Linked DNA regions of Mus musculus: region 2 is linked to region 1. A link is a contact called in public Micro-C data. All regions are on one chromosome and are shown on one strand. The core of a region is the stretch at or near the end of the contact, and the rest is flanking DNA. Distances in the headings are between cores, read along the strand shown.

Region 1 (7,605 bases), core at 2,906-5,405:
ACAGATGGTTATGAGCCACTTTATGGTTGCTGGGAATTGAACTTAGGACCTCTGGAAGAGCAGTCAGTGCTGTTAGCAACTGAGCCATCTCTCAAGCCCCTCTGATTTTTTTATTTTTAAAAAAATTTTTGTTAAGATTTATTTATTATTATATACACTGTAGCTGTCTTCAGATGCACCAGTAGAGGGCGTCAGATCCCATTACAGATAGTTGTGAGCCACCATGTGGTTGCTGGGATTTGAACTCAGGACCTGAGTCATCTGAGCCATCTCTCCAGCCCTATTTTTTAAATCTTAAACAGTATGTCCTAACCATGATCCAAGTACATCCCACCATGCTTCTCTATGTCAGCTTGATTCTTACCACAAATGACTGTCAGCATTGTCCTTGCAACTGGTTAACTAGAATCGTGTTCACTGAGTTTTCTCCGAGTTTTCTTCTCTCCTGTGCTGTCAGTTCAGTCATCTTCTCATTCAATAGTCATTTTACATGGAGTTTCAGATGTGATAGACAGGTAAATGCACATGGCTGGGTGCATGGGTGGGGCTTCCATTTGGGTTTGTTGTTCTGTTTTCAAGAGGGTTTTTGTCATAGAATCCAGGCTGGCCCAGGACTCGGGTTCTCTCACCTCAGTCTCCCAAGTGCTAAGATTACCATTCTCTCTCTCTCTCTCTCTCTCTCTCTCTCTCTCTCTCTGTGTGTGTGTGTGTGTCTCTTTCACACAGAGAGAGACAGAGAGACAGAGAGAGACAGAGTGTATTAGTCAGGGTTTTCTAGAGTCACAGAACTTATGGGTAGTCTCTATATAGTAAGGGAATTTGTTGATGACTTACAGTCTGTAGTCCAACTCCCCAACAATGGTCAGCAGCTATGAGTGGAAGTCCAAGGATCTAGCAGTTGCTCAGTCCCACAAGGCAAGCAGGCGAAGAAGAGAGAATCTTCCTTTTTCCAATGTCTTCCTTCTTCCAATGTTTTTATGTAGGTCTCCAGCAGAAAGTGTGGCCCTGATTAAAGGTGTGTGCCACCACGCCTGGATCTGGGACTTGCTTCTGGGACACACACATACACACACACAGACAAGAGACAGAGAGAGAGAGAGAGAGAGAGAGAGAGAGAGAGAGAGAGAGCCTAGAGTCCTGGCAAATGTTCTATCACTGGATTTTATCTCCCTCCCTCTTTTTACTTTTCATTTTGAGACAATCTTTCACTAAGCTCTTCAGGCTGGCCCCAAAGTCACTCTAAAATAGCTAGAGTAACCCTGAACCTGTGATCCTCCTGACTCAGTCCCAAGTACGTAGGATAAGACCTAGATCCAGCAGGTCTACTTATCGACTCCCCCCCCCCCACCTCCACACACATTATTTTATTACTTTCCAGGGAGGAGACATTGTCCTTATTCTTCCGATACCGACTTAAATGACTCACAGTCCACCCCCCTCAAGAATGTAGATTTTGAGTGGGAGCCTTGTAAGTACTTGCGATGAGCAGGAGTACCAGAGCTATATACCCCATACTGGGGCTGCACAAGGAGTCGAGGTTAGCTACACAGGAGAGGGATTCACAGTGAAATGGCAATATAAAGCAAGTAAAGACAGAGAAAGATCTAGAGCAGTGCTTCCCAACCTGTGGATCGTGACCTCTTGGCAAACCTCTGTCTCCAAAAACATTTACATTACTATTCATAACAGTAGCAAAATTACAGTTATAAAGTAGCAGCAAAAATAATTTTATGGTTGGGGTTGCCCCAACCTGAGGAACTGTATTAAAGGGTCACAGCATTAGGAAGGGTGAGAACCACACTGACCACACTAATAAGGTTCTTTTATCAACAGTCTGACAAGAAGAAAGGACACACAAGGACACGGTACAGAGAGGCACTTCCCCTAATCTCCGATTGTTTCTATTTAGGAGCAGGGTGTGCGGTCATATCTCCTCCCATCTTGAGTGTGCTTTGGGGCAGAACTGAAGATAGCAGCTATCAGCTCAGGGTTTGGCTAGATCCAGCGTGTCTGCCTACTTAACTGATCTGGAGCTCTAACTCAGCTTTAAATTCAATTCTCAGTGATGGTTTTCAGAGCTCTTGTTATCCTGCCTCCATCTTGGCTAAACTTTTCAATTCTTCCCTCCCCTCCCGCCATGAAGCCAATGGCTCATTCCCCCTCCTCCTGTGACCAGGCTTGCTTGCCTTTCTTTCTTCAAAAAACAACTTTATGCCAATTCTTCCTCTGCAGACTCTGGCCTCTGTAGCCCACGAGTTTCTTCTTCCTCTGTTCATCCAAGGGCTTCCTTGGGTGTTGAATGTGTGCTGAGTGGGGCCCCACAAATAGCTCAGTTGAGAACTCTTTACTAATGTCACATGTTGTGTACCCTGCCTATAATGGAAATAAACACACATCATATATTCCGGACCATCTTGGAATGGAGGTTATTAAGAACTTTAATTAGTGTGGAAGCAGGATTGACAGCATGAGGTGTCACAGTGTCTTGAAAGAAGGCGCGACGGCGCTGTGAAAGCTGACAGGCCCCTTCCTAAATACCCTACAGCGCAGGCGCCTCACCGGAACTCCTCATGACTAAAGCTGCAGGAAGCGTTTCTACACAAGATTCATCATCTCCATCACAGCCTGATTATCCGGCTCCCAAACTCACACTGCCAGAGTGCGTTTTGTGGTTATGCTTTTCAGCTGTGTTGCTGATGTTTTTGATGTTTATCAACTGCGTGCTTACTCTGAGACCTGCACAAATGCGTCAGAAAACCCAGGCATCTTTCTGAAGGAAAGGTCTGTTCTCTCAGATACGCCTCTCCTTTAGCTTCCATTTTCCTCTCTTCCATATTCATTCATCAGTGCAGTTAACAAGTAAACGCCAAACCTCTAGCTTATGGCAAGAAAGTGGGTTCTGTGTCCACATCACAGTCCCTTGAAGGTCATAGGGCTAGAATAGGAGGGTAGTAGGCTGTGTGTGGACAGTTAAAGCTCCTAAGGTCTGTCTGACTGGATAATGACAGTTATCAGACAGGGATTTGGGGAAGGTGAGGAAAATATGGAGGATATTTTAGAAGCCAGGTTCCACGTTATCCAAATTCAACCCCAGATCCCTGCATAAGCTGCAGGAGAATCTGGCAAATGGAATTTAGCTTTTTCCCAGTGGGAATATAAAATGAATTTGGAGAAGAAATTCTCTACATCCACTGGCTGTTCCCCCACCCCACCCCATCCCCGCCCCCGTCCCCTGACCCCGTATACACATTTTGACACTCCCTGTGATGCTAATAATGTGTGGTGTTGTGTGAGCTCAGTTGCCTCTCTAACAAGCATATGTACCTTGCGTCACTTCCCATTCTGTGAAAACTGAACCTTACCTTATACATAATGTCTTAATTCTCCGGGAAGACTTCACGGCGGGGGGGCGGGGGGGGGCGAGGGGCAGTGTGAAAGACGTCAGCGGGAAAAAAAAAACAGTTATCCATGGGACATGAAATCAGTAAATAACTGAACTTTTGAGAAGCTGGTTGAGTATATATCTGCGTTCAAATTAATCAGTGCAGGAATTGAAACTGGGATGCATTTATCAGTAGGCTGAATGACATCTGGAACAATTAATTTGCTACCATCCCCCGAGGAATCTAAACCAAGACCTTGGACGGGCTAAACACTTGCTGTTCCCCTAAGCTACATCCCCAAAACCCCCAATCCTTTTATTTATTTGTTTTGAAACACAGAGTCTGGCTGTGCAGTCTCTCCTCCTGCCTCAGCCTCGGGAGGCCTGGGATTACACGTGCTGTCACACCCAGCTAAACTTGGTATTCAAAGAATCACGGATAGGGCGCTGCGGTGCGGTTATAGTTAGAGAACTCCACTAGGTGGCGCTGTTTAAAAGCGTCCCAAATTCCAGGGAGCGGTAAAGCTTTCTGACGAAAGGCAACCCCACTTCCTGCCTTTTTGAGAATTTAGGGCGCTTCGTTACCAATTGTAGCTGGTTTTCCTAAAACACCATTGATGTGGTAAATGTAATATTTTAGCATGACATGGAAAATGTTTTAGTAAAATAATTCAGCCTAAAGTTTTCTTAAAAGAAGAAATCATTAAACAAACCATTTAAAATGAAAAAAAAAACCTGTCCCGAAATGACAGCCTGTCGCCCAAAGTGCAGAGTCAGCAGCAGGGACTCAGAAGGCAGCCCAAGCTGGAAATTTCCCTTGCTCAAAGTGGATTTTAAAGCCAACACAGATTCTACTCCGTTTTTTTCTAAGCTCTATTTTGAGATAACATATTTTGAAATTCCTAAGGTAATCTGCTAAGTTATATGGATTCTGTCAACTCCAAATAAGTCCAAATCGCCCAATTAATTCTCCCTGTAACTAAAATGTAATTATTATAAAAGCATCAAACCCAGAATTTAATAAGTGTTGCCTCATTTGCTATCATAAGGAAAACCCACAGCTGCTGATGAGACAGAACAGGGACGAGTCGTCCCTCCGTCTATGCAGCCATTCATATAGGTGTCCTGGGTCCCAGGTGTTGGCTCATATCAGGAACAGGGGGATTTGAACTGGGGAGATGGCTCAGTGATGACTCATTTGCCAGAGTTTGTGTCTTTAGAACCCAAAGACAAAGCCCAGCAACCGTAGTGCCTGAAGGCAATCCTAACACTCAGATGTCAGAGACCGCATCCTCTGCTGGCTAGCTAAGCCTAGTCCGCACTCGTTCTCCGGACAGCACATACACAAAGCATTTGCCTGCAGATGTACGAGGGCTTTCATCTGGTAACGCAGGCAGAAAATTGACAAACTGGAGAATGGGCCCATCTTATGTTCTTACTCCAATCCTTGGCTTGCTCCAGGGAGACCAGGGATGCAGCTCCTGCCGTTTCTGCTCCCACTATCCCACAGGGAAATTGACAGTAACGTTGGTTTGCTCCGGGCAATGATGGAGGTTCACACAAGAGCACCTACGCCTACCATCCACCCCCCCCCCCCCCCAGGATCCTTCATATACTTAAATGGAACTCTACATTCAACGTCACTTAGCAGTTCCAAAATTTCAACAACTGTTAACTGAGAAATCGGAACACTGCATTCTGGTTAGTACCAAAGCCGTGTAAATGACCTTGGATAGTTTACAGAGAACACCTTCTATTCTTGTTTTTTACAAAACCATGGGAGCCACGTGTTTCCTATCCAGGGACACTTAAGTCCAAAAAACAGTTGCATAATCTTCTTGTGTTCTTGCCTGCGTCAGGAGTTAGAGTAAGGGGTTCAGAGTCAAGAAATTAGGGTTGGCTCCGCTGATGGGTAAGTTATCCCACCACCGGCCATGAGGAAGGACTAGATTTAGCTTTCCTTTTTAAAGAACTAGAAACAGAGCAAAATACATGGAACAATGGCTTAAAGACACCAGATACTAGGCAACGTGGGTTCATGATACAGGATAGAAATGAGAGACAGGAAATGGGGCCCCAGCTACCTTGATTTGGCACTGGAGGGAGTTTCTAGACTTCTGAGCCAAGCAAAACCGAGTCATCGAGTTTAAGAGACTGTGACTGAGGTTTGAGGAGATGATGACAGCTTGAGTCCCTCTCAGACAGGAAAGGTTACATGGAGCTCAAGTTATCAACTGAAAAATGACCTGAGTGAATAGGAGGGGAAACTTCTGTAACCAGAGAAATTCCAAGACATCAGTACCAAGCCTGTGCCAGGCATGTGAAAGAGGAAGAAAATGGCACCTGTACCTAAGAAACCAATCAATAGCCATAAAGCAAAGTGATAGATGATGGAATTATTGATAAAATATTCAAAACCTAAAGACACAAATCTGTGAGCTAAAAATACTGGTAGAGTCAAATATAAAACAACAATGGATGTTATTCGTTCAATTCATTGTTCATGAATTGTTCAATGAGGAATGAATGACTGACCTTCAAGTCTCATCCAGATCTAAGAGTCTACTATTGTTCCGGAAATTCTGGAAGTATACAGATTGTTGTTTTGCTTCCGTTGAAACAAATTAATCCAAATATTATTAACAATATCATAAATATTATATTATTATTGTTGTGTCAAGAAAGCGTTGTCAATAGCCCTGGTGTAAACATGTAAGAGGTGGTAATGATGCCTATTGTGTGGCTAGTTCCTATTGTGTGGCTAGTTCCTATCGTGTGGCTAGTTCCTATTGTGTGGCTAGTTCCTCCTGATGGAAACATCCCCTCCTGGACCTAAGGACGGAGACCTGTGGAACTCACATGAAAGTTAAAGGACCTCAGGAGGAAGTTACAAATCAGGAGGCTGGGGGTCCCAGGGGCAGAAGCTGTTGCTGAAGCAGAGGAGCATCATTGGAGGAGCTGCCTGCAAATTGGGCATGACCCGGAGTAATGCAACCTTCTCGAGCAGACCCTATGCCGAGGTTGAGCTTCCTGGTGATGTAACTGCCCCAGTCAGACAGGTTCCTGTAAGCAATCCAACTAAACTCACTGCTTCACCAAGCTAGAGAGGTGGGGTCCTGGCCGGTATGTTACTGTTTTGTTAACTTGATGCAAGCTAGAGTTATGTGAAAAGAGGAATCTCGGTTGAGGAAATCCCTTTATTAGATTCCTTGTAGGCAACTAACTCCATCTGGGAACTCTTTCTGTTTGTTTGATTGATGTGGGAGGGCTCAGCTAACTGTGGGAGGTGCTGACTTGTGTAAGAAAGTAGGCTGAACACGCCAGTTAGCAGTTGTCCTCCATTGCCTTGTTGCTACATCATAATTGTAATTTTGCTACTGTTATGAACCATAACGTAAATATCTGATATGCAGGATACCTGATATCCTATGAAAGGATTGGTTGTCGCCTAAAGGGGTCACAACCTGTAGTGGAGAACTTCTGATCTAAGTGTCAGTGGGGAGGCGCTAAGAGCATAGTTTGTATATATCATTTGAGCCCTAAGTAAGCCCAGCCTAGTCAACTGTCCTTACTATCCGGTGAGTGGGATGTCTTGGGTGCTCATGGGGAAACAGCCTGAACTACCAGGCATTATTCTGGGAATCATGAACCACTCAGCGAGGACAGGGATGCACAGTATGTTAGTGCTGTGCACAAGCCAACACGGAGACACTAGATGGTTTGCTCACTAGAAAGTCGATGTTTCTACAAGCAGTCCGTGCACTGTATCATTGATAGCAACAGTCAGAGGTCAGCCTAGAAAGATAAGAACTTGGAGGCAAAATGAATCAATCATGAGCCTGGGACAGACATATAGCCTGTTTCAACACAGTAACGGGGATCTAAGTGCGGTAAGATGTGGCAAGATGGCCTGAGTGTGCAGAGCAGAGCCATGTTAAGAGAGGAATTCGGGCTCACAGAGGGCCAGCTTGTAAGAGACACACATCCAACAATAAGTATCATTAGTTATGTAGTTGAGAGAATCTTGGCAAAATCATCAAGTCTCACAAACAAGGTGCCCCCGAAAGGCTGTCAGAGATTCCCTCTGTGGTCCAAAGAGCTGCGATTTGCCTCTAGTTTTCTTGGATAATACATTCCGGTGTGCCAAGCAACAGTGTTGAATCACAGATTGTGTTACCAGGAAGATGATGGAACCATGAACTGAAACAGGGACCAGCAGGAAG
Region 2 (7,605 bases), core at 2,187-4,686, 240 kb after region 1:
TGTCTGTGTATGTCTGTGTGTGTGTGTGTATGTCTATGTGTGTAAGTCTGTGTCTGTCTGTCTGTGTTTGTCTGTGTTTGTCTGTGTGTGTGTCTATCTGTGTGTATGTCTGTGTGTGTATGTCTGTGTGTCTATGTGTGTATGTCTATGTGTGTCTTTGTGTTTGCCTGTGTATCTCTGTCTGTGTGTGTATGTCTGTCTAATTATGGCTGTCTGTCTGTCTGTGTATGCCTTTGTATGTGTCTCTGTCTGTGTATATGTCTCTGTGTGTATGTCTATGAGTGTATGTGTCTCTGTGTGTGTCTCTGCATGTGTATGTCTCTGTGTGTGTCTGTCTGAATCTGTGTGTGTGTGTGTGTGTGTGTGTGTGTGTGTGTGTGTGTGTGTGTTTCAAGACAGGAAACTCAGGGCTTCACACCTCATACACTGTAAGTAAGCACTCTACCATTGAGCTACCTGCCCAGCCCTGGCCTTGACCTCTTATTGTCATCCTGCCTTCATATCCATCTCTTCTATAGTCTTCTACTGAAGTGAAGAGAACATTACAAGTCAGAATATATTGCTTTGGTTGGTTGGTTGGTTGATTGGTTGGTTAGTTGGTTAGTTGTTTTTGGTCAACCCTCCCAGTGCACTTCATATCACTCAGAAGAAAATCTCAGTCCTTATCTAAGTACCCAGGCATCCAAAGACACAACCAAGCCTGCCTTTTTTACCATCTACACTTTATCGTCTAGTCCTCCTCAATGGCACCTCAGCTGTCACTCACATTTCCCACCAGCACACCTTCTGTCTCTCATACTCCTTGTGTCTATTAGTTCATTTTGTGTTTTGACCACACCATAGAAAGCACCATCTCTGGCCTCTCCCCTTACGTGTCTCTGTTTCCCTCCTAACATTTAACTTCCATCTGTTATACATTTGTCCTTAGTCTCTATTTCCTGCTTCCTCCATGAGGTTATGAGTGTCACAAGGACATGAACATGCTGCATTCTCTGCCTGGTGCCTAAATGAAAGGAGAACAAAGTACAGGATCCATGTAAAGAAGCTGGCCTCAAAACTGGCAGGCACGGCTCTTCTTTCAGAATGAAATAGAGAGGAGCCTTAGTTGGCAAATTTCATGAGAATTAAGAGCAGGAAAGCTAGTCAACTCTACTTATTTAGAGCCAGCAATTGGGAAGGAGTGGTGGAGGAGTAAGTTAGACACCCCCACACACAAGGACTCAGAACAGTGAGATGAAGACAGCTGTGAATAAAGCAGTAAAGATTGGAGATGACCATGAGAGCGATAAGGGAAAATAGGAGAAGATTCCCAAGTATCTGTAACCGACAGGGCTCAGAATCACACAGGTCTCTGGACAGCCTACACTTCTGGATCCCAAGTTCAAAGGCAGCCTTAAATTCCAGGTTTGGTAAACACAGGCTTATAGGTGGTGATGGAGGTCGGAAGCAGTGGGTAAGTTACATGGATATGTGAAAGTGTTTCAGTGAAGCCCATCACTTTATACACTTAATTAAACTGATAAGAATATTTTTTAAAAGAATGAATAAGAAGCATAGTGAAGACATACGCCAGGGAATTGTTGATGCCCAAACCAGCGATGAAAGATGCAAAGCATTAAGAAGACAGAGAGGGGACCAGCTGAGCAGTAGATGAGCCAAGAGAGGGAAAGCAGAGAGATTAAAGATGAGCATTTAGAAAAGGCAATGCCCACGGTGCCAGATATGAGAAAAGGTTCAGATGGGAGAAGAAGCAATAATGCCAACGGGCTATAAAAGAACTATGGCTTGGGCAAGAAGCATGCTGCTGGGTGTTTACTGATTCTGAGCCAGGAAAACAGTGTTGTGTTCACTTGTTAAGTTTCCAAATCAGAGTTTCCCAAGCTGAACATTAGAGTCCACCAGTGAGCCTTTTCAAATACCAATGCTTGAATACTGTCCCTGGATAATGAGTGCAGGGTAGGTAGAAGGCAGGGCTCAGGCATTAATTCACCATGGAAGGCCCAGGAGGGCTGATGGTGTACAGCCAGGACTGAGAGGTTCTGGGAAAGCTGGACTTTCTACAAGCACCACATGGGAAGGAAGTCTCTATGTCTGGCGCATACTGGGCAACCCTAGCCCATGCAGTAGGATTGTGAACCAGGACAGAGGATGGAAAAGTGTGATTCAGGAGACTTGGGGAACATATTGCTGGTGCACCTTGCCACGGCACCCAAGCCGGGGGGTAAGACAGCCATTTTCTCTGCCAAATGTCATTTGCCTACTGTGTCCTTGATTTGACAAATCATTAAAAGAGACCTAGTCCTAGCCACTTGTTTTTTTTTTTTAATGATATTGATTGAATTTTTCCTTTATACCAGGCACTTACCGGGGTCATCACAGTCTCTGGTGTAATAAGAACATGTTTCTGTGAAGTAGGCACAGCTTTTAGTCCTATTTCATGGGATAAAGAAAAAGGTTCATACTAAAAACTACTTGTCTACAGGTGGTGATGCTGGAAAAAGCAATGCTGACCCCTGACCCAGTTCTAGCTCACTCCAGAACCCAAGCTCAGAGCCATGTCTATACTAAACCTCATCCAGTCCACTGCCTGCTGGAGGCACCTTCTGCAGCCCTGAAAGTAAAAGTTCTCTCCTGCTCCCACCTCCCCAATCTGGGCACTTCCTCAAACTTCAAGCTAGCTACCCAGAAGAAGATGCTAACATTCTATCCCTCTCCCTTGGCATCACAGGTAAGAGTTCTTCTTCTGCCCTTGGTGCACAGGGACTGGTGTTTAAAAGAGCTGACCTATCAAATGCCTAGCACACATGAGAACTGACCTGTGAGCACCCAGGCATGCAGAACACAAGATTTTTAAAACAATGACATACAACTTCCTGGCTTCATCACTGAGTTCTCCAAACAAGGACACAGCAGAGAAACAAGTTGAACAAAAAACGCCATGTGTCCCAAATCAGCCTTGATTACTGGTTTTTTTAGTTCAGCGTGGCATTAATGACTATAGGGCAAGTGGTCGGTTGGTGGTTTTTTCTGCATTAGGTCTCAGGGCTCAGTGGTAGCTTGTTTAGCATGCCAACACTTGCAGTCAAAGCCAGTACGCCAACGTAAAATAACACACAGTAAAACCTAGCAGTTGAGAATCCAGCTCAGTGGTAGAATTCTTGCCTAATAAGCACACAGCTCTGAGTTTGGTACCCGGCGCTGATGGGAGGTGGGGAAGTGACTTAGTCACGGTGTCTACTGCTGTGCTGAAGCACCAGTGATCAAAATCCACTGAGAAAAGCCAAGGTAGGAACTCAAACTGGCCAGGAACCTGGAGTCAGGAGCTGATGCTCAGACCATGGGGGTAGGGCTGGGGGAGGGGGTGAGGACAGTGGGTGCTGCTTACTGGCTACTCCTTCTGGCTTGTTCAAGCTGCTTATCTAAGGAACTCAGGGCCAGAGCTGAAGCCAGGAAATTGCATGTTATTGAGTTTGATAAGCCCGGTAGTCGTGGCCTCCCCACATGAGTCACTAAGGCTTGCCTGCAGATCTCGTGGAGAGATTTTTGTTTTTGTTTTTGTGTTTGTTTTGTTTTGTGAATCCCTCCACTCTGATGATTATAGCCTGTGCCAAGCTTACATAAAGACTAGCCAGGGCAAGGGGTGAAGAAACTAGCATATGTTAGGTCATCATATGTTATTTGCATCCATTACATCTTTGGTCCTTTCTGACACAAGTGCCTCCAGGTGTTTGCTGAGTACCTCCACCTCAGCCTTCACCACAAAGAGAAAGCACTTCACACAGACCGCTTGCTCTCTGTGTACTAAGCTAAGGTTCTTTGAAAGCTCCTAGCCCATGGGAAAGCTTCACAGAGGGTTCCTGGACTTGTAATTATGATACTATTCCCTAGGGATCCAATAGCGAGCCCATCATGTATTTCTCATAAGGAGTGTATCCCTGAGTCTGCCCTGAATGTTCCCAAAGATCCATACTTGAATGAGTGCAGTTATCGAGGACTGGGATGTCACCCAAGCTCAGCACAACCAGCCGTCTAATTTTGTAGAGATTCATCTCAAATCAAAGAGGCTTTACTTGTTCAAAGGCAGGTCTTTAAGATGGCTGCTTCTGCCTGCAGCTCTCACTCAGCCACTCCGATTAAAAGCAACAATCGCCACTGATTTGTATTCTCAATACAAATGCAGAACTAAATGGGTTGAAAACCTTCCCATCCCAGGCTTCGATTCTTAACCCTTTCCTCACCAACACAAAGAGTTTACTGGGTGTCACTTCCTACAACGTGATATACCAAACCAATGTGTGGTGTCTGTTCCCGTTACAAAGTCTGATAGTAAGATCCAGTGTGATGAGATCGTATAAAGGCTGAGTCACTGTGTTGACTATAATTGCTTCTTGGACTCACAGGATCCTCTTTTTAAAGACAAAGAGAAGATGGACCAAGTGTTAAGGATGTCAGAGGCCTGGGGGATGCAGGATTGACAGGGCAATTAATGCATGCCTGGAGCAAGATCAAAAGGTCATGTCATGGCACCAGCTGGTCTTTTCTACTCTCCCATCAACTGCTCTTCACCCTTCTCAGGTGATGGCTAGGTTTTTGTCAACTTGCGCAAGCGAGGGTCATCTGGAACAAGAGCTCCTCAACAGAGAAAAATGTCTCCATCAGATTACCTGCAGGCATATCTTTAAGGCAATTTCCTGATCAATTATTGCCGTGGGAGGACCCAGCTCACTGTGGGTGGTGCCCCACTGGGAAAGTGGCTCTGGGGTGTCAAAGAAAGCAAACTGAGCAAGCCAGCCTTGAGGAACATGTCTGTAAGCTTCGTTCATCCATGGTCTCTCTGTTTCGGTTCCTGCCTCTAAATTTCTTGCCTTGAGTTCTTACTCTGGCTTTCCTCAGTGATGTTCTAGAACACGGAGGTGGAAGTCAAATAAACACCTTCCTTCCCAAGCTGCTTTTGGTTAAGGTGTTTATCCCAGCAAGAGAAAATAAGCTAGGACTGTCACAATCGTCATTTTTATCTTACTACTCAAAGTCTAACAAACCACCGAAAGCCAACATGCACATCTGAAACTCTAAGTGTAACAGTAGAATGGCCGTATCTGCAGGTGGGCATGCTGCATGTGAGCATGCTCAGTTTATCCCATAGTCAAAGTGAATCACTTTGACATTGAGTTTTCACAACACCAGAACTCTCTACTAATGCTGGATTCATACCCCATGATTCTGTCCTCGCCCCTCTCAGCTCCTTTCTGTATATTTCTTCTGTTTTATTCCCATCTATAGTTATATCTCAGAACTAAAAAAATGCCCCCCCCACTAATTCCTACCATCATTTGAGCCTCTTTCCCAAGTTCCTGGTGCACATCCCAATGCCTATGGACTCATTTCCACTTGGAGATGGGGTCCAAAGCCAATATGATGGCTTCAGGTGGCACCCATCATGTGTCCCCTTTCTTCCTTACTCCCTTGCCTCTGGGAGGATTCCCTAAACATGATCTCAGGCTGCCCTATAATCTGTTCTTCAAGAGGGAAACACAGGAAGTCTTCTCAGAATGAGGCTCATCTTTCCATAGGAGGGAAGGGACAAATGAGGAAAAATTAAAACAAATACTCAAAAATAATGAGAACAGAAACATATGCCTAGCTTCCCCACTGCAATGTGTAAGTTAATTCCTTCAAAAATTAGTGGAACTTCACTGATTAATTTATTCACTCGTTCAATTTACATTTCCTAGTGCCCATCATGGGCCAATCATGTTCTGAGCACATGGGCTACATCTAGGAGCAAAAAGACAAAACCCAGGTCCCTGAGGGGATTCAAGCCCAGAAGAGGGTGATGGTCATCAGCATACAGAGCTGGTCAGTTAGATAAGACAAGAGTGTGGATAAATGAGTCTATGTTGGTGACAAGCCATAGAACCTAAGCCAAGTGAGGAAAGTATAACATGGGAGAGAGAACGGGAGGAACAGTTGGGTCAGTGAATTGTACATCTCAGCCTGATGTAGTGGTGGACTTGGGACACTAGAGGGTTTTCTGGAAAAAAAAATCACAGACTAAAATATTGACCTGACACTGTAAATGGTATCAATTGATAGATAACATTATTGAGTGTATCCAATGTGAAACAGAAATGAGTAACTGAGACAAGATAATGGCTGAGACCATGGGCAAAGATGAAGTCAAAGATCTAACAGACCAAGGGTCTGATGTATTGTCCTCATGAGTACTGAGGTACCCCAAACTTACAATGATGGAGAAAGAGAAGCACACAGCACAGGGCTGAATCTCTCTCTTTCCACCAAACCACTAGGTGAGTGTCAGAGAAACTAGAGTCTTACAAAAAAGCAAAAACTCCTCATATCTGTGGTTCTCAGTAACTGATCAGAAAATGAAATAATGCAATAAAAAAGCCAATAAGGTGACATCTAGCTTGAAGTGTCTTTGGATGCTTTTGACTGGAAAAACTGAAGTAGTTACTGTAGTCCCAGGCCCTCCTCTTGATGGGTGAAAACAACAGACTATCAAATATACCATTTTATGTTAAAGAACAGTCAGAATCAGAGAGTTGGCCCCCACACCTTTAGTGAATCACAAGGAAAACAAGATTCAGTTCTGTCCCTCTGGTGGTTTGAATGAGAAGGCCCTCAATAGGCTCAATGTTTGAATTTTTTTTTGAAAGATTTATTTATTTTTATATGAGTACATTGTAGCTGTCTTCTGACACACACCAGAAGAGGGCACCAGATCTCATTACAGATGGCTGTGAGCCACCATGTGTTTGCTGGGAATTGAACTCAGCACCTGTGAAAGAGCAGTCAGTGCTCTTAACCACTGAGCCATCTCTCCAGGCTCAATGTTTGAATTCTTGCTCGCTGACCAGTAGATGTACTGTTTAGAGAGGAATAAAAGGTGTGGCCTTGCCATTGGAGGTCATGTTGATGTTTGTGGCCCATGCTGCCACGGGAGGCCATGTTGGTGTCTCCACCAGAGGCTGCTTTCATGTTCATGGACATGGGCCACCTGAGGCCAGGTTGGTGTCCATGGTCCTTTCTGATCCTGGAAATCATGTGGAAGTCCATGATCCAAGCAGCTGTTGACTGTTATGGGCAACCAAGCAGCTGTTGACTGTTATGGGCAAGGAAGACACTTTCTCGGAGGTATCAATGACTGTCGACTCATGGTTGAGAATAAAAAGCATAGAAGGCCTCTGTGATAATCTCCCCTAATGCACACACACACACACACACACACACACACACACACACACACACAGTAAGAAAGAAAGAGGGAAAGAAACAGTCTAGGAAGGAAGTCATCAAAGAGAGTCCTCAAAATTGTTATAGGAATGCTAAAGTGTAACTCTTGACTGTCAATGCCTTCTGGCAGAGGGGAGGGGAAGACCTCAGTTATCTTTAAGGGTCTGCCCACTGGGAGTTAGATCATGCTACAGTGAGTGTATGGGCAACACAAATTGGACTTGGTGAGGTTTTTTTTCTTCCTTTTTGGGGGAGGACACAAGTGTTGGGGGAAGGAATGGGAAGGAGGAACAGGAAGTGAGTGTGATCGGGATGCATTATGTGAAATTTCCAAATAATTAATACAAATAT

What was found. Hi-C and Micro-C count contacts between places; a contact is called where the count stands out from the background.
Region 2: a contact with region 1 is called in a Micro-C map of the G1E-ER4 cell line. The contact joins two enhancer-like sites. A contact is called at or near these places in 7 of 484 Hi-C or Micro-C datasets (the G1E-ER4 cell line, the HL-1 cell line, the HPC-7 cell line and 2 more).

What each region holds. Positions count from the first base shown.
Region 1 is chr4:40,297,431-40,305,035 of GRCm38.p6, forward strand. No RefSeq gene overlaps it. Among named protein-coding and RNA genes, the nearest start is that of 4930509K18Rik, 12 kb to the right of the region's middle. Within about 2 kb of position 4,156, at least 26 of the 459 cell types and tissues checked have an H3K27ac peak or open chromatin away from gene starts, as enhancers often do. A contact at or near this core is called in the G1E-ER4 cell line, where this site is marked.
Region 2 is chr4:40,534,630-40,542,234 of GRCm38.p6, forward strand. No RefSeq gene overlaps it. Among named protein-coding and RNA genes, the nearest start is that of 4933428C19Rik, 13 kb to the left of the region's middle. Within about 2 kb of position 3,437, at least 4 of the 459 cell types and tissues checked have an H3K27ac peak or open chromatin away from gene starts, as enhancers often do. A contact at or near this core is called in the G1E-ER4 cell line, where this site is marked.